4 separate regions of the Zea mays genome follow, and all the other regions are linked to region 1. Evidence: chromatin contacts called from public Hi-C data. All regions are on one chromosome and are shown on one strand. The core of a region is the stretch at or near the end of the contact, and the rest is flanking DNA. Distances in the headings are between cores, read along the strand shown. Region 1 holds the start of LOC100192876. Region 2 holds the start of LOC100279318 (eukaryotic translation initiation factor 3 subunit 6-interacting protein). Region 3 holds the start of LOC100279568. Region 4 holds the start of LOC100282058 (pollen allergen Phl p 11).

Region 1 (5,745 bases), core at 1,693-4,192:
ACGCGACTACTCATGTAGTTCAAGTTATCTGTTCACCTACTTAAAAGTAGATATATAAAGCTTACAACAGCTGGAGTTCAATCTCTGGGGACATGAATGAATTGTGTTATTTGTTGATACGAATTATCTGATAGTTAGATACTCAGGTTGGTGTATACTTTTAGAACATTGTAGTTGGTAGATATTTGTGAAGGCGAGAAGGCTATCTTGTCATGATGGAAATCTTCATTCATTGGGTACCACATGCATTCCTTTTTCCAAGAGAAATATACATTTATGATTTATATTTTAATTTCTTCCCCTAAAGTCCATATCTCGATGTGAGCATTCCAGTCTCTAGCTGTTTTTGTTATATCATTTCATTTTTCCATAATAGTGAATTTGTTTGTGAGATATAGTCTCTCACAGTGGTGGATCTAGGCTCTCTTCAAGACTACGGCCTCTAAAAAGCTAAGAATGTTGTACGATAGACATAACAAGATGAACCTATAGTAGTGAACGAATGAAGTTTCTGTGGGCTCTGAAGCTTTGTTGGCTTAAAATGGTAATTCTATTGTATTCTTTCACATGAGATAATTTATGCCGAGCTGAACAATTGTCGTTTATCTTAGTGCAACTGATGTTGGAGCTGAAGTTAGCGTTTGTTTCTAATTTCTAGGTTTCTATGTTTCAATGGCCTCTTGAAAATTGAAAATGGCCCTTGTAGGCTGAAGGATGTATGCATGGAATAGACCTTAGACAAAGCTTTTGTGCAATATGCTGAAGTCATTCTTGTTGATGGGAAATTAACAAAGGCTAAGGCTGACCAGCTTGCTAAGGTTCAAATGCTGGTCGGTTTGCCTACTAAGCATCCACAAGATCTTATTATAAGTTCTGAGAAGGCCAAGTCAATTTTTCAGGATATTGCAAAAGTTAGGTTGGAGAGCTCCCTTGTTCAGGCTTTTGATTTGCTTCTGCAGAAGGAGAGATGACTTGGTATGACACTAAATTCTCCTTTATATGCTCCACGAAAATTTAGTTATGTGGAAAAGTAATGTAATGGCAATATGTGTGCTAACTATAAAATTCCAATTGCAGCTTTCATCTCTGCATGACATGATGGCATGTGACACAGCGGTCTCTGCTCCGCAACCCTTGTCATGGCCTATAGTTGGTGTTCTAGGAAGGGGCACCATTTTATTAGGGTAGCCACCAAAGTTGATGTCCCTTTTTAATGGACGAACTTGGTGCTGTGGACGACATCTGCTATTGTAGCTAGGCGCTTACATGTTTTCCTGTAAATGCTAGCTCTGTAATCACCAAAGGAAAACACAAGAGTACTCTTGGAGGAAAGTTTAGCATTCAGTTTAACAAACCTTACCAACTCATGCCATGTTTGAATGCAATAATGCATGTTCTGTTGCCCTGTTGTTGCTTGGACACATGCTTGGTATGCCTATTTTCTGGTTATGTCACAAATCACATCTCCCATGTAAATTTATGGCTATGATATGCATCAAACAAGCTTATATTTTGCTCTCAAGTTGGTTCAAACAGTTCTAATTCATCTTAATATTTATTTGAAATTGGTTTGATAATTGCTGCAATAAGGAACTTATTTGAAGGTAAGAGTTATATGTTGTCTTGTCAATCACTGATTGACATGTGGTCTAATTTCATTCAGTTTTATTGGTTTGAGCTCTCGTGACATGTCGTGCTCGTGCAACACTCAAAGAAGACGAAATTACATGTCGTCGCAACGTACGAGCATTGTACTGTGATATATAGAAATCGTAGCAACATAACTGCTATATAACTGTGATATATAGAAATTGTAGCAACGTATCAGCAACTCACCTAGAAATGGATTATAAAATTATTTTTTATTATATTGTAACACATATTTATATATAAGTTATTGTAATATTCTATGTTTTCATTGCGACACCCACCTAGTGCACCTATTAAAACACGATGCAAAGACGGCCGGCCGGTTCAAGACTTCATCAGAGGGCAAGTTTGCATTGGCAACGAGCGTGTAGTACGCGTGGACTCTGAAGCAGTTGTTGTTGTACCCCAAAAAAGAGAGGAGAAAGTGACATTTTCTTTTCTTTGTTTTTACGTAGCCATGCATGCGCTCAATCAGGGAGGCAGCTCAAACATGCCTCTCCAACCCATCGCCGTCTGCTCACGGTCCTTTCAAAAAAAATCTAAACCAGTACAGACATGGCTGATTGAGCCAGCACCCCTCTCATTTATAAAGACTATTTCACATTCCCAATATACCACTAACTAAACTACTTACCATAGAACACAATCTTCGAACTCCACACTTGCATGCCACAACTCAAAAGATAAGTTGTATAAAGTCATGTCTCCGTTAGTCCATCAAACTCAATCCAAGATGTTACTCTATTGATTTTCACTCATCGCAAGCTCAAACTATAAATGTTCATATTAACCTTTTGTTCGTATTTATTTTTGTCTCTAAAAAAACCAAAAGCCAACAAAAATATAGGAATCTAAGCTGTTTTTTTAGAAGTAGCTGCTTTTAGAATAGTACAGATTTGAAGTTTTGAAAGAACCTTGAACCATGCTTTTGACTCCTGGCTTCTGAATTTAAAGTAGTGAAATATAGAGATGTTTCATATTTGCTTTAGAAAAACAAAAACAAAAGGTACTTCTGATCTTATTTTTTTTCTCATTAGGAAATCCAGTCAGATTCGAAGCCATTTGACTTAAGACAATTTTATTTGACGTCGCTTGTTTGTACAAGGTACCTAGCTGGGACAGCGCGTGCTACGTTCTCTGCACTGCGCCTTCACGTACGTCAATGCAGAAAGAGTGTAACACGTGTACGGCGCATGCCCACGTTGCAACGTCCTTGCATTGGCGGCGCTGCTTGCTCGGCCGGCGACGGCAACAAAGCATATAACGAAACGTCTCCGCCGCCTTCACTTTCCAAACGTTAGCCTTTTCCAATCAGGGAGAGAGCTCAAACATGGCACTCGAACCCGTCGCTCTCCTGCTCACGGTCCTCGTCGCCGCGCCGCTCACGGTCCTCCTCCTCCTCCTCTTCCTCGTCGCCGGCAACAAGAGGCCCGCTCGTGCTGCTTCTCCCACGCCGCGCCACCGCTTGAGGCTGCCGCTGCCGCCGTCGCCGCGGGGCCTCCCGCTGCTGGGCCACCTGCACCTGCTGGGCTCGCTGCCGCACCGCGCGCTGGCGTCTCTGGCGCGCGCGCACGGCCCCGTGCTGCTGCTCCGCCTGGGCCGCGTGCCCACCGTGGTCGTGTCCTCCGCTGCCGCCGCCGAGGAGGTGATGCGGGCGCGGGACCTGGCGTTCGCGAACCGGCCCGCGAGCGCCATGGCCGTGCGCCTCCTCTACGGCCGCGACGTCGCGTTCGCGCCCTACGGCGAGTACTGGCGCCAGGCGCGCCGCGTCTGCGTCGTCCACCTCCTCAGCGCGCGTCACGTCGGGTCCTTCCGCCGTGTCCGAGAGCAGGAGGCCGCCGCGCTGGTCGCACGCGTCGCCCGGGACAGCGCCGGTGGCGCGGCCGTCGGCCTCAGCGATCTCCTCACCGAGTACGCCAACGCCGTCGTGTCGCGCGCCGCGTTCGGCGACGAGAGCGCGCGCGGGCTGTTGGGCGAATTCGACTCCGGCCGTCGGCAGAGGAAAGTGCTCACCGACTTCCAGAAGCTCGTGGGGACGACGCCCGTCGGGGAGCTGCTGCCGTGGCTGGGCTGGGTGGACGCCGTCACGGGGCTGGAGGGGAAGATCAGGCGGACGTTCGAGGCGCTCGACGGGTTGCTCGAGAAGGTGATCGATGACCACCGGCGGCGGCCTCGCAGCGGGGAGGAGGGCGGTGACCGGGACTTCGTGGACGTGTTGCTGGACGTCCACAACAAGGACCAAGAGCACGGCATCCAACTAGAGACCAACGAAATCAAGGCCATCATCTTGGTAATAAATTTATATGACATACCGATCCATGAATTCATTTCGTATTTGTTATATTTGATATGATATGGTTCATTCGTGGTTGCCCATTTAAATTACTCGGCAGGACATGTTCGCGGCAGGCACGGACACGATAGCCACGGCGATGGAATGGGCCATGGCGGAGCTCGTCACCCACCCGCGTGCCATGCGGAGAGCCCAGGACGAGGTCCGCGCGGCGGCGGCCGGCTCAACCGGCGTGAACGAGGACCACGTCGCGCAGCTGGACTACCTCAAGGCCGTGCTGAAGGAGACGCTCCGGTTGCACGCGCCGTTGCCACTGCTGGTGCCCCGGGAGCCGGCGGCGGACACCGAGATCCTGGGGTACCACGTCCCGGCGCGCACGCGCGTGCTGGTCAACGCCTGGGCTATTGGCCGGGACCCCGCGACGTGGGAGCGCGCCGAGGAATTCGTGCCAGAGAGGTTCTTGGGCGGCGCCGCCGCAGCTGACGTCGGCTTCAAGGGGCAGCACTTCGAGCTCCTGCCGTTCGGCGCCGGCAGGAGGATGTGCCCCGGAATCGCGTTTGCGGAGGGAAGCGCCGAGATGGCCCTGGCGAGCCTGCTGTATCATTTTGACTGGGAGGCGGCGAGCCGGGGCCAGAACGGGAAAGGGACGCTGTCGCTGGACATGACCGAGATGAACGGATTAGCCGTGCATATCAACTCCGGTCTTCCGCTTGTAGCCAAGCCGTGGATCCCCTTCAAGAACTAGGAGAAGATATTGGAGATATTTGGTTTTTTACTGCAAACAATGTGCTTGATTTTAATGTTATTTTAGACATTTTTGCTCTTCTTCGTCCTTCTCCCTTTTTCCCTTTTTGTGTGTGTACGCTTGTAAAAAAAGACAAAATATCAAAATAATCTCTACTACCCTATATAATAGAACGTGGGCGCCACATCTCCCTGGTGAAGCATGTCCCCGTCCTTCGCCCCGGCCGGCTCCCCTCGTGCACGCAACACCGTGATTTCCTACCCCATTCCCGATCCGAAATCTCCTCACCCACTCTCGCCATGAAAGGCACCCACCCGACGGTGCGTCCGCGTAATCCGTACGCGCGATTTATTCCCCCGCCTCTGACTTCATCACCCCGCAAAATCCAGCCGTCGCACCCTCTCGCGACGCCCGCGATTCCATGGCTGTCACGTCTCCATCCTCGCCCCGCATGCCCTGGTCGTCGGCGTCGCCCAGGCGATTTCGTGCCCCCACACATTTCCCTCCATCGCAATGTTGCCCGTTGTGCCCCTGTCCATGGCACCCCGACCCTCACCTCACCCTCTTCCTCCCCACACCCCCGCGTTCCCCCACTCCTGCCGCGCTCGCCACCCCGCCTTCCCCATGAATCCTGTTTTTGCGCCACGGGTAAGTCCCCGTCATTTTCTTCATCACCGGAGCCAGAGTCGGGGCGCAAAGACGGCGACGCGTCCTTGTCGCTGCATTGCGCTGCTCGTCCTAGCGGCACATTATGGCATGGAAGACGGCAAGGAAGTTGCGGTACTTGAAGGGCTGCTCGAGCATGCAGATTTGCTTTCCCCTGGCGGTCGTGGGGTCCTCCACCGGCGACGAGGGCAAGTGGAAGTGGGGCTCCAGCGGCTGGAAGGCAGAGGGGAGGAGCAGGTCGACGCGACGCGTGCATAGCTGCTCAGCCACCGCGTGCCCCCCTCCGCTAAGACAACCGCAGTCTCCCCCTCGCCCACAGATCGCCGTGGCTGCGCCTACCAACCCACACCGCTCCTCCCCTCCCCGTCCCTTTCACCACCAAGGTTCCTCC
Region 2 (5,745 bases), core at 1,967-4,466, 510 kb after region 1:
ATTTATTGAACAGCAAAAAAGGCTAAAAATCCTGTGGAAAATATGCCCCACAGATTAGCAGAGGCTTTTACAGAAAAGTGATGTGGGCAAAGGGTGAGCAAGCAGCATTACCTCAACAATGTAAAAGTCAAAGTCTGCACTCGATACCATCTTTCCGTCACTGTCAACCGCATGCATTTTGTGCTTGTATGTCATCAAGATTGACCTGTCCAGGTATTTGAGCTGATTTATCATATACACAAAACCAACAAAGGAATCAGCAGCACAAGCGTAAATTACATTGCACAGACCTTAGCGTTGCTTCATCCACTTCCATATATTGGGCAAGTTTGCTAATGGTTATTGTTGAATATAGCTTCAGATAACTCCGGATCCCAGAAAGCAACTGCTGCTGCTTTACTTCATAAAGAAACAGCTTCAACTGTAGACGGTATGCATCCTGTTGCAGCAACCACAAAACCTTTTAGAACCTTGTGGTAAGTTAGAGCCTATAGATGAAGTGAAGAACATTAATGTACAGTAAGTGTATGACCCTATACAAAACAAAAAATACTGATGAGGCAAACGGACAGCAACATTAAATGAAGCAAAATTACCTGGTTATAGTTTGTTAGCGGCTGGTCCAGCACTGGAGGTGATGGTGTAATGAACTTGGGGCAAGCATACGAAAATAGCTCATCATAAGCAGCGTATGCTTCATCATCATACCTCTGCATCTTTGTCATCTTGTCGTTATACTTTTCTTTCAGCTGGGTGCTAACATTTTCATCAATGAGCTTGTTCTGTGGGCACAAAGATAGGCAAATCACCAACAGTGCATACATCTGCTCATTTTTCTTCAGTATCTGATCATACTGAGGGGACTTCTGATGATACTGCTTGTACTTGAGGATATACAGAAGAATCTTGTTGAATTCACGAGTGGCCTCAACATACCTAGATTTACCCCCAAAAAAATTGCGTTTATGAGCAACAAGAATTAAACATCTTGGGTAATTCCATCCCAAGAAAGCATGTAGAAATCTTGGGGGCAATAAAATGAAATGGTTCACCTGTCTAGCTGGAAAATTGTTTCATAAATGAAGCATTTAGCATTGCTTAGGTAGTATAACTAAATTAGCTGATGATGTTATTGTTGAGAGCACCAGAATTATAATATAGAGCGCCAAACTGTTGCAACCTTACGATATGCAATACCAATCCCCTTAACTTTGGGTGTATGATAAATAAAAAATGAATCTTGTAGGTCTCGTATGCTTTTGGCGGGCTATGTAGTGTTAGTTGATGACGGGAGACTCTAGAGTCTAAACTCTAAAGGTTTTAGACTTGGTAGAACTAAAACTGAATAAATGATATGCGACTTCAGCACTACTACACATGAGGAAGGACATAGTAGTTTGAAAGATCATAGTGCCTAGGAAGAATATCTTTTGGTATTTAGGATCAATTGTATGTAGAGAAGGAGATATTGATAAAGATGTTAGCCATAGAATCAAAACAGAGTGGATGAAGTGCCGCCAAGCATCTAGTGTTTGTGTTCTATGTAACAAGAGGATGATATACATGATGCGCCAGGGGTAACACAAATTAAACAACAGCTTGTCCAACACTAGTTGAGATGGTTTGAACATGTACAACAAAATCCTTCAGAGGCACCAATGCATAGTGGTATCCTAAGGCGCAATAGCAATGAGAAGAGAGACAGGAGAACACTGAAGTTGACATGGTAATAGGCAGTAAAAAAAGACTTGAAATGGTGGAATATACCCAAAGATTTAACCTTGAATAGGAGTGCATGGAAAATAATCCATGTGCCTGAACCTTGATTAATGGTTTATGTTGGGTTTGAACTCTAGCCTACCCCAACTGGTTTAGGACTAAAAGGCTTCGTCGTTGTTTTTGTAAGTCTCATATGCCAGTATGAGAGAATGTTTCAGCAATGTCTAATCATTCCGCAGATATCCTCAATAAGATTGTAAGCAGTCCCCCACCCCCACCCCATATCTCAAATCCTGGCTTCAAACCTGATTGTAAGAAGGTATAATACTAGGGGTTCCATTATTTCTTGTACTAAAGGTATCAAAACTATGTGTGCCAACCTCAATGCACTAGGTTCTAAACAATCGTAGGCCATAGTGATCAGAAAAGTAGGTTTGCCACACCTGCGCATCATAAGGTTTGCGAAGCCATAGTGATAGATGGTGGAAATGTGGCTCCCGATGACAATGCTGTAGACCCCTTGCTGGTTGAGGTCGATGGGACCGAGGCACTTGAGGCCAGTGTGGTAATCCCCAAGGAGGCAGTGTATCCTGAGGAGGCCAATCATGCTGTAGTAGCCGAGCACCTTGAGCACGTTGCTCCCGCCCTCGTAGTCGTAGCCATCGGTGGCGGTGAACTGCTCCAGGCCCTCCTTCTCCCTCTCGAGGATCTGTGTGATCATGGACTTCTCGACCAGCGCCTGCAGGTAGTTGAGGACCCCGTACACGTTCCACGCCTGCAGGTACGTTTGATTTAGGGAGAGCAGAGCCGTGATTCACTGCCATTTTTTGGGCATTTGTTGGAGTCATGCACCTGGCAAGAAAGGGAAAGGGAAGACAAGACAAGTACTAGCAACCTTGTCGAACTGCTTGAGCTGGTTGAGCTCGTCCTCCGTCTTGGTCTTGAGCTTGGCGCGGTATTGGCAGCAGCTCTGGAACTGGTAGACAAACTCGTCGACCATGTCCCAGAGCCACTGGTTGGGCAGCTGCATGTTGACGACGCCGTGAAGGACGACTCTGAAGAGGTCGCAGTAGTTGGTCCAGGACTCGGCGCGGTGCGCGGCAGTGAGCGGAGAGAGGCGGGCGTGGGCGTGGCGGTACCAGAGCTCGCGGTAGAGGAGGAGGAAGACGGGATCGCCGTCGCAGTAGGGTGCGACGGCCTCCGCGGAGGGCCAGGGAGCGTCGCGGAAGAGGCGGTCGGAGAGGCGCTGGAAGCCGCCCTCGTACATCTGGTGGATCTCGTAGACGTTCTTGTCCCGGATGTGGCGGTACAGGTGCACCACGAAGGTCTTGACGGAGTCCGGCACGTAGCTGGGATCGTAAGCGTCCACCGCGTGCGGCGGCGCCGACGGCTGCAGACCGTCCTCCCGGTCGTAGGGGGCCGCCGCCATGGCTGGGGAACTGGGGAGGCAGGGGGGTTCAACCGTTCAAGGTCCGGTGGCGCGCGGTGGGATGAAGCCCTATTGTTTTGCTTGCCTGGCTCTTGGCTGGGTGTTGTGTCAGTGTGTGTGTGTGAGAGAGATGGGAGCTTTGCGGCTGCTTGCTACGTGGGCCGTAGGGTGAGGCGTGGGCCTACTTACTGGCGCCTTTTGCAGGTTGGGCCGGCCTGCGAGGTGCATTTGGTGGGTTTGGGTTGGCGCAAGCCGCGAGGGAAGGGAGGGCCGGGCGGCTGCCGGGTCGCCGTCGAGGCGTCCTCCCTCCCGAGTCCCACGAGCACGGAGCACCGGCCTCCGGTTCAGATTCGGTGACACGCACGGCACGGACGAACCCAACGGGGCACTGCTCACGGGAAAGAGAGAGGATTCCTCCGCCGCGTCCGCGTTGGACTGGACAGCTCACGCCGCTGCGAAAGCAACCAGCCAGAGCCAGATCCGTCGGTTCCAACGAAACATCCATTCACGCCCGCCACCGGCATCCCCATCTCCGATCCGCCGCAGCCGCAGTCGCAGGCACGTCCTCCTCTCCGGCCACCCGGAGCGCGGCAGCCAGCGAGCGAGCCACTGTGGTCGCCGTGCAGGTACCTAATTTTTGCAGCCCCCACAAAGTCAGAGGGTGGGGGCAAAAAAGAAAGGGGGAAGACAGTCACAGAGAGGTGCGCGGCCAACTTGCCTGGTGCGGGTGGTTTCGGGCACGGGCGAGCGCCATCCGCTCGCTGCCGATCCCAATCCGGCCAGCAGCGGCCGCCCCGCCACCGGGCCTCCCTCCGACCGTTCCCCCCGCCCGCCATGGCTGGTTCCATGGTGGACCGCGCCACCAGAGACATGCTCATCGGCCCGGACTGGGCTAAGAACATGGAGATCTGCGACATCTGCAACCGCGACCCCGGGTACGGACCCCCTCTCCCGCTACCCTGACCTGTCTCGGATTCGGGCTGCTCCCGCCATCAGATTCCCTCCCTATCCCCGCGAGATTCTCAATCGCGCCTGCGATCAGTTGTGGTTTTACGCGCTCACCCTTCTCGGAGTTAGGTTCCAACTAGAGGGGGTCCAGGCTGCTCGAATTGAGCTACCCGCCACATGCGTCTCTGCCAGGATCATCATTTCTGACTCTGCAATGTACCTGCCTTGCTCCGTTTGCATTCTCACGTCGTGTAGTCATTTTTTTAAACTGTTAGTAGTCTCCGATCGCACAGTAGAGGTGGGGGGGGGGGGGGGGGGGGGGGGGGGCTTCATTGGGTCATCATTGTTCAAATCATAATTGAGCAATCCCTGGTTTGGAAATAACTGTCCATGCTCCATTTGCTGATTAGGTCGTGTGGCAAAAGGGAATGCTACACGAGAGGGGCCCTTACTGTATCCTAACTAGGTGCTGTAACATACTTTTCCTGATCAATCACAGCGCGCTGCATCTATGAGGGAAAATATCCACAGACGATTTTACAAATGGCAAAAAAAAAAATAGAGGTAGACCAGTGGGAATATGGGGAAGATACTGTATTCTGGTTTCCATATTTTCAGTCCAAATGTTTTGATTCCGCATATGACAATATATTTGAGTATCTGAATCTGCTGGCAAATGATGCACTTTGTTTTTATTTGGTTCATGGCCAAGAATTGGGACTGAATATCAAACATTCTACTGGACTGAAATGATATAGCTTGCACTAGGTTGCTCATGTTCATTTCGTTTCTGCTGAAACAGAAGCCCATTTAATTTGCTTTGCCCTGCTGTCATTCTGTTATTGATTGTCCATATCTATGCTTGTAACAGGCAATCAAAAGATGTCGTCAAGGCACTAAAGAAACGGATTGGCCACAAGAATCCAAAAGTTCAACTTCTTGCACTAACTGTAAGTCTGTCTGTGACTTGTCATTTACTTTTATGTCTTACGTGTGGTAGGCTATTAGTAACTGTCAAAGACTTTTTTATTGTTTTGTATTGTGCTTCCACAAAATCGAACACGTGATCCTCTGGCACTGGTAACTGTTGAAGATTTTTTTCTGTCGTTTTGTGTCTTGCTTTCACAAATCAAACACCTGATCATCTGCTAAGTTATGTGTTGCACTTTTGTTATATGTTCAACCATGTTCCAATTTATGTTCCCGTCATTTGTCCTATGCTTCATTGCATATGCAGTTGCTCATGATCATACTCATACATTCTGCTACACTATCAGGATAACTGAGCACAGTGAACACATTTTGTCTATTCTTACTAGGAATTGGTGGTAGGCTATTCCGACTGTTTTTTACTATTTAGTTTATTCATGAGATCCTAATAACTTTAACTTGCGCATTTTGTTTCCTTGTTAAAACCACCAAAGGAATACAAACACCAACACCCAATTCTTTTGAATTGTTGAGGCTCAATACATCTGTTGTATTTTGTATGTTTGTAGAGGTCCAGGATATGTATATGGTGTAGAACATGTATAATTTTGTTATGATGATTTTTAAATTTAATATTTAGCTATTGCCAAAATGTTAGCATTGTCTTGCTGATGATATCTCTATATTTCAGCTGTTGGAAACTGTTATAAAAAATTGTG
Region 3 (5,745 bases), core at 1,984-4,483, 380 kb after region 1:
TAATAAAAATTGAGCTTTAAAAGAGACGGAAACGGACTATCTGTTTCAGGATCACAGTGTGTTTAGAAAGAGTGAGCAATCTGCGGTTCCTTACCGCCCACAGAAGATGCTTCGTCCCAGTCAGCGCTCGGGCAGGCTTCGTCGCTCGGTGTCGCGCTATGTTCTGTGGATGGACCGTCAGTTTGGTCCAGGGCATGGAGAATCTCTTTTTCTATCTCGTAAGCCTGCATTATGAGCAAAAGGATGAATAATAAGGGAATATGCTAAACAAAACACATATATTAACTTATGCGCAAATCACTGCGTGAATGATTTCATGTGAACTAATGTCTTGATGGTTTTTCTGAAAACTTCTTCTGAAGCTATGAAGATTTTTTTTAATGAAAAACCCCATAACAAAGGATGCATACCACTAATTCATCAACGGTGGAGCTCTTAACATTTCTCCTGGGCACTCTCCTCGCTCTGGAATTGCTCTGTGGTTTCGGTGAGTTGGGCTTCACCACCGAGTCACAAGTACGATTGCTCCTTGACGCAACTGATCTCCTATCACACTGTTTCGCTACTGCTTCCGCGCTACGAGACGCTGATCCAGCTCTTGACTTCGCAGCATTCATCCTTTCTCTGCTTCTTTCACCTGAATAAGGCCTTTGTTTCTCCGTGCTCCTCCTGTTGATCTCATTCGCCCGTTGCTTCCTGCCTGTAGGAGAAGAGACGATCTTGATTTCTTTCGGGGATTTCGGTCGAGCCTGCTCAACGTATGCCGCTCTTTGGATCGGTTTGATCGATGCAGTATCATGAACCGCTCCGGTAGTATACGAAGTGCCGACGATGCCCTTCTTTGAGCTGGTAGAGTTCTTTTGAACGTTAGATTGCAATGGTGGCAGCTTTTCTGACCGAGGCATCTCTGAGCCAAAACCAGCCTCCTGTTTGAGTAACTGCGGCAGCAGCCTCTTCGACCTGGGCCTCTCGGTATCGAACAGCGCTCTTGGTGAACTCGCTGCCTTGTTCTTGTCGTCTTTCATGGTGGATTTAGCTTTCGGCGAGGGCAATCCATCGAGACCCATGAGCTTGGCTACCAAGCTTGGCGTCTTAGACTTTTCAGGTCGCACTGCTGCACAAGATGGCGACGACATGGGCACAGATTTCTTCTGATGAGCAGCAGGCTTGGGCATCAGGTAACTGTTCGGCAAGTGCCGTGCCGACTGGCTCAAAGTCAAAGAGGCCTGCTCATTGTTGGACACCAGAGAGTGGTTCTTCTTGTAAAAACTATCCTTGACAATATTTTTCAACTCACTGGTAGAATCGCTTAGCTGTTGTTTTAATCCATTGACCTGCACCTGCTTGGCGTTCGATGGCCTCAGGAGAACTTCACGGACTATGGTGTCTATCGCAGGAGACTGTTCACCAGTTTCCGGTCTTATCTTCTTGCTGGACAGTAGTCTCATGCTCAGTGACGCAGCTTGGAACCTCTCAAGCATCGCAAGGGACTCCTGGAGATCCATGGCGCCTCTTATTAGGAGGTCCTCAGCAAAATGCTTGGACAGCGAGGGCACCATCAGGTAGTCCCCGTGGAACGACATGGACCTTTCATCCTCCCTGTAGCTCTGCGACGCGCTCTGTACATCCCGACCTTGGCAGCTCCGACAGACCGAAGGCTGCAGCGTGACGATACAGGGGACAGTGCACTGGACTGTTTCGGAACAGCTGCCATCTTTGCTCCTTGGGGGCAGGCTCTTCGAGAGGGATCTGCAGACCACCGACCTGAAACTGTCTTGGTGCATCGCTGTGTTTTCTGGAGCAACCAGAAGGTGGAGGAACAGACAGGCTGAAACAGTCAGATGGTGTATATTCCATGTGAGGAAACGGAGAACGGAATTAAAGAAATGATATGCTGGTCAATTAAAGGAGGTAGAACTTAGAAGTAGAAAATTACATTATCTTCAGACAAGACAATTTATTTTTAGAAGCCAGTTTGCTTCAGGCAGGAGATGACTGAAGACTCGGGAAAGCACACCAAGTCAAGAGGAAACTGCAAAGTAACAGGAAACCTTATCTAACCCTAGTTCGTATCAGAGGGAGAAGTTAAGACTAGACAATTCTTGTTCTAAAGAAGAAAATGATACAATTTCAGAGGAGGGGGGCAAGCGCCAAGAAGCCAGTTGGTATAAGAACAAATTTTGATGCTTGGATAGCGAGACCGCTGAACAAATAAGCAGGCAAGGGCAGGACAGGAAGCGGTTGGGGAACTGGCTTCCACGGAACATCTGTGCATTCAGTAGCCGCCTGAGCTACCCTATCCATGATTGCTGGAATTTCACATGGTTCGTGTTGAAGAAAGTCTCAAAGACGAGCAGTTGCTCACGAGCACTAGCTTTTACCAGGATGCAGTGCAGCGGGAAGGAAGGAGGAGTAAAGGAGGGGTGGTGGTGGTTACAGGTTAGAGACCATTGATTGACTGATCTCCTTGAAACTAGGCAGGCAGGCACAGAAGTGAAGGCTGACTGGTGCTACCAGATTGGATTGGGACAAGATCCTAAACCTAACACCAGCCGGTCCGGTACTCCGGTCCACCACTCCACCCTCCCTACTCCCGAAATTCACAAAGCCTGACATGGATTCCCAACTGTACCTGGACGGCTGGACCAAGTAGCGGCAGGAAACGGCTGAGAATCACAACCGGATTAAACTGACGACATGAGCCGGCCTCAAATCGCAACCAGACTGCACGTTTGCTAGCCTCTCTGAATCTGAAGCCCGGGTGGACAGAACATTACTCCGAAACTGAAGGATTGTAGAGCAACTACGGTGACCAAGATGGAGAGAATTTACCGGAACGGCCGGAAGGGAGAGGGGCGAGCAGTGAGGGAGAAGCACAGGCTGCGTCGCTTCCCGTCCCCTAGACTGAAAATATTGAAGTGAAGCGGAAGAAGAAGAAAAAATGGCACCTTTTGCGTCTTGGCGGGAGTGGACTGGACTGGACTGAAGCCGCCTGAAGCGCACTCTCCCGCCCGCCAGGCGCGGCGCCGGCTGGCTGCGTCCCTCCGACTCCGAGACCGAGGCTTCTGGCTGGCTGCTTTGAGCTGCAAGTGCTTGTGCTGGGGGTAGGAGACGGAAGCCAAGATCTGTGGGAGGGAGGAGGACAGTGGAGTCGCAAGGAATGGAAGGAGCAGAGAGATACTAGATGAGAGAGGGGCAGACAGCTACTACTGCTAGTCTACTCGTACTGTCCTCGACGATTCAGGGACAGATACACACATGCCCCTACGCCCTACCACACAGGAAACTGGAGGCTCGCTACTCGCTTTGCCTTTACCTCTGGGCGCTGGCGCCAGCCACAGTAACAGCGGACGCGAAAGCTCAGCCGTGTCGATCCAGCTTTTGATGGCAAGGAGGGGGGCTCCTCCATCGGTGTGAGTTCATTTACTTTGACCAGGCATGGTGGCGATGATACGATTGATGGCAAAGACGACGCGCCTCGGTCTCAGAGGAGAGGAGGCCTGTGTGTGGGGGGGACTGGGGTCCTCTAGCGGTGGCGGGTGCCATTACCACTGTATCCGATGATGAACTCATCATCACATAACAATAATAAAGGCTAGCTGCCCCCGACAAAGTACGGCAGGGCGGACCACGGCAAGCAAATCAAAGACGAGGGATCTTCATTTCATACTGTACGTGCTCCGCGTGTGAAATGAAATCCTTGCGGCAGCAGGCTTGTCTGAACGCACCGAATCTGCTTGCAGGTGGGATGGGAGTGTAGGATGTTGTTACTGCTAGTACATCGGTGAACACATTAGCATTTCCTAGACTACAGATCCGCGTCACCGACGAGTTGCAGCAGGTAACGCGTCGTCGTCAAAGTTTTGCCGCCAAGTTAGACTCCGTTCGTTGCTCAATATCAGCTCCACGCTATGCTACACCACTAGAGAAAAAATTTCGTACCTAGGAATTTGGATAGAGAGACTCTAGGAAAGTTTTCAATAGGTTAGACCTCTTGTTATTTTTCCTTCAAAAATTGTATGGAGGGAAAAAATTCATAAAAATTTCAAAGGAATTGATGGATTCAATCATGTGTTGCAAAGGCTCATGTAGAAAATTTTCTGGTAGGAATTGAATACTTCATATTTTCTTTTTCTTTGTCCCGAAAGAGCCTTTTTTTTAAGTCCAGAGGAACAGAGTGACGAATAGAATTTATTGTAAAATACAAGCTATGATTAATTAGTCTTATTCAAATTTTGAGATATATATGTGTATATATTTATAGATGTATAAATGTAGTATAGAATACATATATAATTATTTAAAATAAAAAAAGAAACTATAAAACGCAAAGGAAAGGAAATCTTAGACTTAGGCCCTGTTTGAAAACAACCTAGTTTTTAAAATACCAGTTTTTATCTTCTAGTTAGGAGAGACTAATTTTTTGGTTTTTAAAAACTAAGAATCTAATTTCTATAAACTAGTATGTTTGGAACCATCTCAATTTATATAAATCAGTTTTTTAAATATTAGGTGCTTTCGAACAGAACCTTAGTTACCTGATTAAGACTAAGGAAGGCATTTATTAATAATCTCATATTAACAGTCACGACCAGAAAACCAACGTTATTTGTGAGGAAGGGATTGAGGAGACTAAAATTTATTACTGTTTAAAATGAAATAAGGAAAAAAATTAGTCCTCCCATTCCCCCTGCTAGCAAACGTGTTTCTCAGCCAGAACTGTAGGCAGCGCTAGCAGTACAGTAGCAATCCAGATCCATAGCTCCAATCCAACCTAGCGGACGTACTGCTGCTATAGTAGTAGATAAGATAACGCATGCAACCATGCTATGCTACAGCGGTCTGAGAGAAAAGGGACATCATTTGTCACTCAGTCTCAAGTGGAGCTTGTGTCTTCCAAATTTGTACGAATGCATATGCAATCTCAAGTAACTGAAGAAACTATATGCAATGATTGTATGTTTGGCTATACATTTTACTCTTTCAAAGACTAAAACTAGACTGAGCTAGAGGAAATTAGGTGGCATTATATCTCTACTAACTATTAAGCGCAGAGCGTAGACCGCCCCCGCTCGCCCTCCGCCCGCCTGCCCTCCGAAAACCCCGCCCGCGCGCGAGCCGCCATCTCGCCGCCAACCGCAAGGCGTGACCCCGACCGCCGTCCCGCCACCAACCGCAAGGCGCGTCTGCCGCGATTCGCGCCAGCCCGCACGCGTGCCGCAAACCCCGGCCGCCGCCGCCGCGAACCCCGGCCTCCGCTATCCGCCCAACCCGTACGCCGCGCACCCCGCACGACCACCGCGATACGCCAGCCGCGAACCGCCGAAAAACCCGCCCGGCGTGGTGGCGGCACAGGACCTGGTGGACACCTTCAACGTCCCCTTCCGCGCCTGCGTCAAGGACGGCCGCGCCGCCAGTGTCATGTGCTCCTACAACTAGGTCAATGACGTGCCCAGCTGTGTCGATGCAGCGTTCCTGCGCGGCACCATCCGCGGGCCCTGGGGCCTGGACGGCTACATCGTCTCCGACTGCGACTCCGTCGACGTCTTCTTCCGCGACCAGCACTACACGCGCACCCCCGGCCTCGACCTCGACTGTCGGTCGTTCCTCGCGCTCTACGCCGGCTCCACCACATGACTTCGACAGGGAGGGCGGTGCCCCGGTTCCGCTGGCAAGCTGCATCGTCTCCGACTCCTGCCAGCCATGGACCGGCGGGGTGGGGAGGGAGCCAGCGGCTTCTCCTCC
Region 4 (5,745 bases), core at 2,190-4,689, 340 kb after region 1:
AGTGGAACTTTTTAAAGGTCTCATAGTGGATCCCTAGCCATTCAACTCGGTAGTGTCTAAGGTTCTAGCTAACCCTGGTGACATGGGATACACCACTTGTGGGTACAGGGTACAACCTCTGCAGAGTGTAAAACTGGTATACTAGCCGAGCTCACGGTCATGAGCAGCTCAGGATTCTCACATGATTAAACTATGGAACTAAATTCAATTTGTCATTTGCATTGCATGAGATTTATTATTAATTTTGTTCTATTATTATTATGGTTTGGTATTTACTTACATCTAGTAACTGCTAATAAAATTTTGACCAACTTTAAAAGCAATGCTCAGCTTTAACCATTCTCTTTGGTAAGCCTTATACTTCATGAGCTTCCACTTTTGATGAGTTCATGCACATTATTCCCCACAACTTGTTGAGCGATGAACATGTGTGAGCTCACCCTTGCTGTCTCACACCCCCACAGGTCAAGGATAGGTACCACAGGATGAGGCGCATGGAGGATGATGTGATGTGTTCGTGAGAGGTCTAGGTCGTCGTCTCCCAGTTGACTTTGTGGCGCTAAGGATGGAATTTAGTACGATTTATATTTATCTTTTATTTTGTAAGACTTCCGCTATGTAATAAGTACTCTGATTATATTGTGATATTTATCTCTATACATTGTGTTATTGTATGTGTTGTCTTCTTTGGCGCATGTATGAGATGCACCCGGCTTTGTCCCTTAAAACCGGGTGTGACAATGGTCCATGTACTAAACACACCTAGGTACCGTTTGGTTCAAATATTTGTAACGTAATGGGTAAGTGATACCGTTAAATCATGTTTGTTTTAGTCCAACCGTAATCAGATACCATACTAAAAATTGATACCGGACTATTCAAACTTGTTACCGTCCGTAATCGAGTGTAAACCGTTACCATTACCCTTTACGTTACATTTCGTGAACCAAACAGCACCCTAATGTCTTCCAAATCATGAGACCAAGTTTCATATCATCACATTCTTCATCATTTGAGCTATCAAGATTTTCCCTTATTTTTCTTTAGCTCTTCTTCTCATGATTAGCCTTGAGAGCTAAGTATTTCTTGTTTGATGAGGAGCCATCTTGAGTGAGCATTGATCTTCCCTAATATTTTTGTTTGTGTGGTGGTGGAAAGATCAACTTTAAGGAACACGGTGACAATATTTCCATCCTTATCAATTAGCTAGGAAGACACTTAGAATTTTACTCGCAACACCGGGTTGTGACAATTGAGTAAGTAATTGCACATTGACTTCTTATACAAGGATATTTATTCAAAAGTATGTTTCATGAGCACTTACATGAGGAAGCATCTCAAAGGAATTTAATTTCCTCATAACAATTAATATGATAGTGGTCCTCTCACTTTTTTGTTCTCTCATGGAGTGCACAAATATCTAACCATAGTGCATGGGTGCATTTGTGATTTTGCACTTGGTTAAAAACATCCTTGCAAAGACCTCTAAAGAGTGTGTTTTTGGCATTTGCATTCCGTGTTTTATAGTGTATCTCATATTTTTATCACCAACTAGGTTGGTGGGATCCTTAGGTTTTGAAAAGCCTTATGTGGAGACTCTAAATGATCCAATATATATGGCCATAAGATATGCCTCCATACAAATTTTCCAATAAAGAAAATTGTCTCACTCAAAACACAAGAGGGGGTCCATCTCCACCAGACATCTTTCTCTAGACAGTTAAGCCTAAAACAATGAGCACGGGCTCTAATATCAATTGAAAGGATTAAGGTGCTTAATAGGAGGGTGAAATTGGCTAAGATAAAAAAATCTCAACAATTAAATCCTATCGAATAGCCAATATCAAGTGAAAGGATTAAGATGCTCATTAGAAGGGTGAATTTGGCTAAGATAAAAATTTTGCAACAATTAAATCCTACTGGATAGCATGACATAAGTTTTTACATGTTCTAACCCTATTATAGCATGACAAATATATAAATGCAAAGACAAAAATTAAATCACTCAAATATAAATACTCAAAAGTAATTAAGGGTTATAAACATAATAATGTTTTGTCGAGATATCGGAGAGTCAACACTCTCCACTAGTCCTTGTTGGAGCACCCAGGCAAGGATGTCGCTCCATCTTGATCTATGCAAGAACCAAATGCTCTCTATTGTTTGATTCTTCACCACTCTAGTATGGTAAATCACCCATAACTATTTAAAACTTCAGTTAGACCACCCACGCTCACCACCGAGTTATCACCAAACTCCTAAACGCCACGAAGCCATATAGGTGATACCAATCACTAAGAGTAACATGTGCAGGCTCTCATTTGATCTAACAAGGCTAATGAGAATTATGGATGCACACTTGCTTCTCGGAATGCACTAATGAGACACTAATCTCGTGGTTATCAAATCTCATTCACTTCAGCTCTCTTTCTCCCCCAAATGGTTCCTTCAACTCAACAAAACCATAAGAGATCTCAAATAGATGAGATACTGTACTATACAAACAAAACGGATACCTTTGCATCATAAAAACAAAACGGATACCCTTCCTCCTCGACGAGGGATGAGGGAGAAAACGAGAAGTTAATAAAATTAAAAAAAAAAGCAATATAAAAGAGCAGAAGTAGCAGTACATCTGCATGCATGCAGATTTAGGCCCATCAAAAGAAGCGGATCGAACGTTTGCTTACGAGGCCAGGCCCATTATCGCTGCCCTCGAATGCAGTGCATAGACATACACAATACAAAAAACGCGGAAGGCAGCTACCATCTTCAATTCTTGGGCGAGCGGGCAGGGCAGCAATGGATGCAGGCATGCACAGGACGGAGGACGATCATGGCGTCTCGGAGGCGTCCTTGAGATCGTACTTCTCGAGGAGGGCGCCGCACTCCTTGAGCGGGTCCTTGCGGAAGAAGGCGATGGGGTTGGCGTAGCGGACGCCCTGCTGCTTGATGCCGTTGTTGGAGGTGAGCGGGACGCGGGCGCGGTCGCGGAACTCCTCGATCTCCGCGCACCCCGGGTCGGGGCTCCGGGCCAGCACCACCTCGCAGATCTCCTCCTGGTGGTCCTGGTCGATCTCCAGCTTGTACCACCCGCTGTCGTCCGTCGTCGCCTCCGCCTTGAGCGTCTCCTTGGACGCGCCGAAGTGCCGGCACACCACCTCCACCGTCGCGCCGGCCACGCTCCTGGACACGTTCGTCTCGAACCCGGCGCGGCAGGGGTCGCAGTACACGCGCCCCGTCACCACGAACCCGCCCGCCTTCTCCGCGGACGCCACGCCGGCCAGGGACGACGCCGCCGCCACGGCCAGAACTACGGCCACGGCGGCGACCAGCGTCGTCGTCGACCTGTTGCCGCCCTGCGTCGTCATTCGTTCTACGCCTAGCTAGCTAGCTTCTTTTCTTTGCTTGGGGGACGGAGAGGGAGAGGGAGAGGATCGTTCGTGAACTCCTCTCGGCGAGGGGCCGCCATGCGCCCTTTATAGATAGATAGATGGAGAGGAGAGGCGGAGCTCGTTTCCAGGCTCGTCCGTCGGCGCCTGTGCGCCGTCCATGATCCCCACCCATCCCTCGCTAGCTATTCCTGGACTGGAACTGCTGCAACAGGATATATATTCAGCTTTTGCTCGCGTTGCAATCGTCAATTCCACCCATTCCCAGACATGACTTAAGCATCTTGGATCAAAGACTAAAAAGAAAGTTTAACACATCGGCAAAACACAGGCACTTCAGTTAACAGAGCAACTCGGCAACCGTTTCATCCCGTCAAAGACTAAAAAGAATTCTCTATAGCGACGCCAATGTTCAGCCTTGCTGGCATCGCAATTATCTTCCTTGATCAACCGGAGTTTACAGGTACTGATCCAGACAACGAACCATGCATGACTCAAATCAAACCTTACCCTTCTGGTCTTCGATTTTCTGGAACGAAGTGAACCACCGCTTCCAGGAGGCGTCACCCTGCTGCTCAATCCACGACAGGAAGCAGCTGTCCAGGAGGCAGAACAAGTTCACATACAGGAGCTGGTACCGCACGGGAACGAAGCGGAAGTTCGCGATCTGCACAGCAGGCCAGATGGTTCCGCCTAACACCAGAGCCGGAATGAAGTCCCTCTTCACGTCCTCCTTCACCTGCTCTATGCTCCTTCCTTGACCCAGACCAACATATGAGAAGAACAGGAGGAGGTCTAGTGGTCCGAAGAGGAATCCATCCGCGGCAACTTTTGAGGCGACGAATTTGAACGTGTTAGGCTGAAACCTCCGCCGGATGATGCGATCCAGGTATTCATACCTATACAACAAAACCAAAGCCTTAGTGACAGATATTGATGCTGCCAACAACATCTCATATAGCAGTCCAATTCACAATAGTTCGCCCGTATTTTTCACTCCAAAAAATAAGGAGAGAACTGCTTTCATCTCTTTTTTTTTCTCGAAAACGCGGGAGAACTGTGCATCATTATATTAAGAAGAAAATTTGGGCCCTAGAGGGGCAGTACAGTACACCCGTACCACAAGATCTTACCTACCTTTTGCAAATGAACAAATTGCAGCAGTAAGTGATGAGATTGTGGGATCAACATCTGTCCAATAGCAAAAACCCGTGTGATCATATTTTTTTATCTGTGTTTTCATACAGCTGAACATAGTCCAGTGGTTTACAACTAACTCTCCAAAACATAGCATCGTCACTACATGTGACATGGTGCAAATCAAATCAATGTTGAAGTGGACTACTGAGCACAAAAATGACAAATAAGGATGTACAACTGTGAACTGTGAAGTACATGCCAAAAAACTTCTACTCTTGATTATAAGTTGATGTTTGCCCATTGTGGACAGTCAACTGCCTGACCACATAACTAGGTAGCGGGGCAAAATTCCGTGAACCACTTGTGCACTCATGTTGTCATGCATGCTGTTGGTAATATTATATCGTGATTTACTCTATTGAAAGATAACCCAGTATATTCAAGCAAATCATGTGTTGTTAGATATATCAATTTTCAAGCAGTCGCCAAGTGCTTATTGATAATATGACACCATTACGATCAAAAAAGATAATATGACACCATGAACTGTCACTCATACTAACACGTAGATACCTAAAATGGAGAACAGCAGTGCAGAATTGGGAATTTGGGATTACATCCTCACTTTGCCCTTTTATCTTCTATATTATCCTATGTTTTTGTTATTTTATCAGAGTGTGTTGCTGTGTTTGTTATTCTGTATTTGCTTTTCATCTGTGACGTGTGGTGACTGAGACTGGGAGCATAAGATTATGGTTACGACTTACGAGTTTTTTTATTGTTATACAGTAAGAGATTAACCTATGATCATACAGAAAATATACATGTAAACAGGTAGACATAACGACATGTGATAAAAAACAGGGAACTAACCAGTAATGCCCAACTGGACCAACAAAAGCAAATCCGAAGGAGCTTGTGATGCCCACCCTCTTCCAATCAACTTTAAACTCTTTATTGTCTTTATTATCTTTATCCTGTAAAAGGCAGAAGAGTATTGTTGAATGGGGTAACAATGAAGTTGAAGAATGACAAAATTAGGAGTAGACAGCCAAACAAAGAATAATAGATAGACTGCCCATGGAGGCACAGATAGTTTATATTGGGTCCCCAAGACCAAACGAAATGCCAGTCAGGATTCCTTGAATTTCCAATCTCGTATCTGAACAAATACACCATGAACAGCAATAAATATCTTGTTTCTTGTTTCAAC

The links. Hi-C and Micro-C count contacts between places; a contact is called where the count stands out from the background.
Region 2: a Hi-C map of tassel shows a contact between it and region 1, with 4 times the contacts expected there. The contact joins the promoter of LOC100279318 here to the promoter of LOC100192876 in region 1. A contact is called at or near these places in 4 of 25 Hi-C or Micro-C datasets (ear, endosperm, leaf and 1 more).
Region 3: a contact with region 1 is called in a Hi-C map of bundle sheath, with 2.6 times the contacts expected there. The contact joins the promoter of LOC100279568 here to the promoter of LOC100192876 in region 1. A contact is called at or near these places in 2 of 25 Hi-C or Micro-C datasets (bundle sheath and endosperm).
Region 4: a contact with region 1 is called in a Hi-C map of leaf, with 4 times the contacts expected there. The contact joins the promoter of LOC100282058 here to the promoter of LOC100192876 in region 1. A contact is called at or near these places in 8 of 25 Hi-C or Micro-C datasets (bundle sheath, ear, leaf and 1 more).

What each region holds. Positions count from the first base shown.
Region 1 is chr8:28,558,515-28,564,259 of Zm-B73-REFERENCE-NAM-5.0, forward strand. LOC100192876 reads left to right here and starts at 2,943. Exons shown (of 2, transcript NM_001138064.2): 1 at 2,943-3,940; 2 at 4,044-4,765. The coding sequence starts at 2,981. The coding sequence ends at 4,688. LOC103635005 (a long non-coding RNA gene) reads left to right here and starts at 5,042. Exons shown (of 2, transcript XR_557065.3): 1 at 5,042-5,737.
Region 2 is chr8:29,065,295-29,071,039 of Zm-B73-REFERENCE-NAM-5.0, forward strand. It overlaps LOC100279318 (eukaryotic translation initiation factor 3 subunit 6-interacting protein), which reads right to left and starts at 3,217. Exons shown (of 7, transcript NM_001152339.1): 1 at 2,615-3,217; 2 at 2,163-2,494; 3 at 597-936; 4 at 291-439; 5 at 112-205. The coding sequence starts at 3,148. It overlaps LOC100279184 (Putative VHS/GAT domain containing family protein), which reads left to right and starts at 3,582. Exons shown (of 10, transcript NM_001349010.1): 1 at 3,582-4,083; 2 at 4,968-5,046; 3 at 5,718-5,745. The coding sequence starts at 3,983.
Region 3 is chr8:28,936,815-28,942,559 of Zm-B73-REFERENCE-NAM-5.0, forward strand. It overlaps LOC100279568, which reads right to left and starts at 3,234. Exons shown (of 4, transcript NM_001152565.1): 1 at 2,949-3,234; 2 at 411-1,795; 3 at 95-224. The coding sequence starts at 1,784.
Region 4 is chr8:28,896,354-28,902,098 of Zm-B73-REFERENCE-NAM-5.0, forward strand. It overlaps LOC100282058 (pollen allergen Phl p 11), which reads right to left and starts at 3,440. Exons shown (of 1, transcript NM_001154971.1): 1 at 2,460-3,440. The coding sequence starts at 3,371. The coding sequence ends at 2,835. LOC100285507 (mpv17 protein) reads right to left here. Exons shown (of 3, transcript NM_001158399.1): 2 at 5,406-5,509; 3 at 3,596-4,291. The coding sequence ends at 3,892.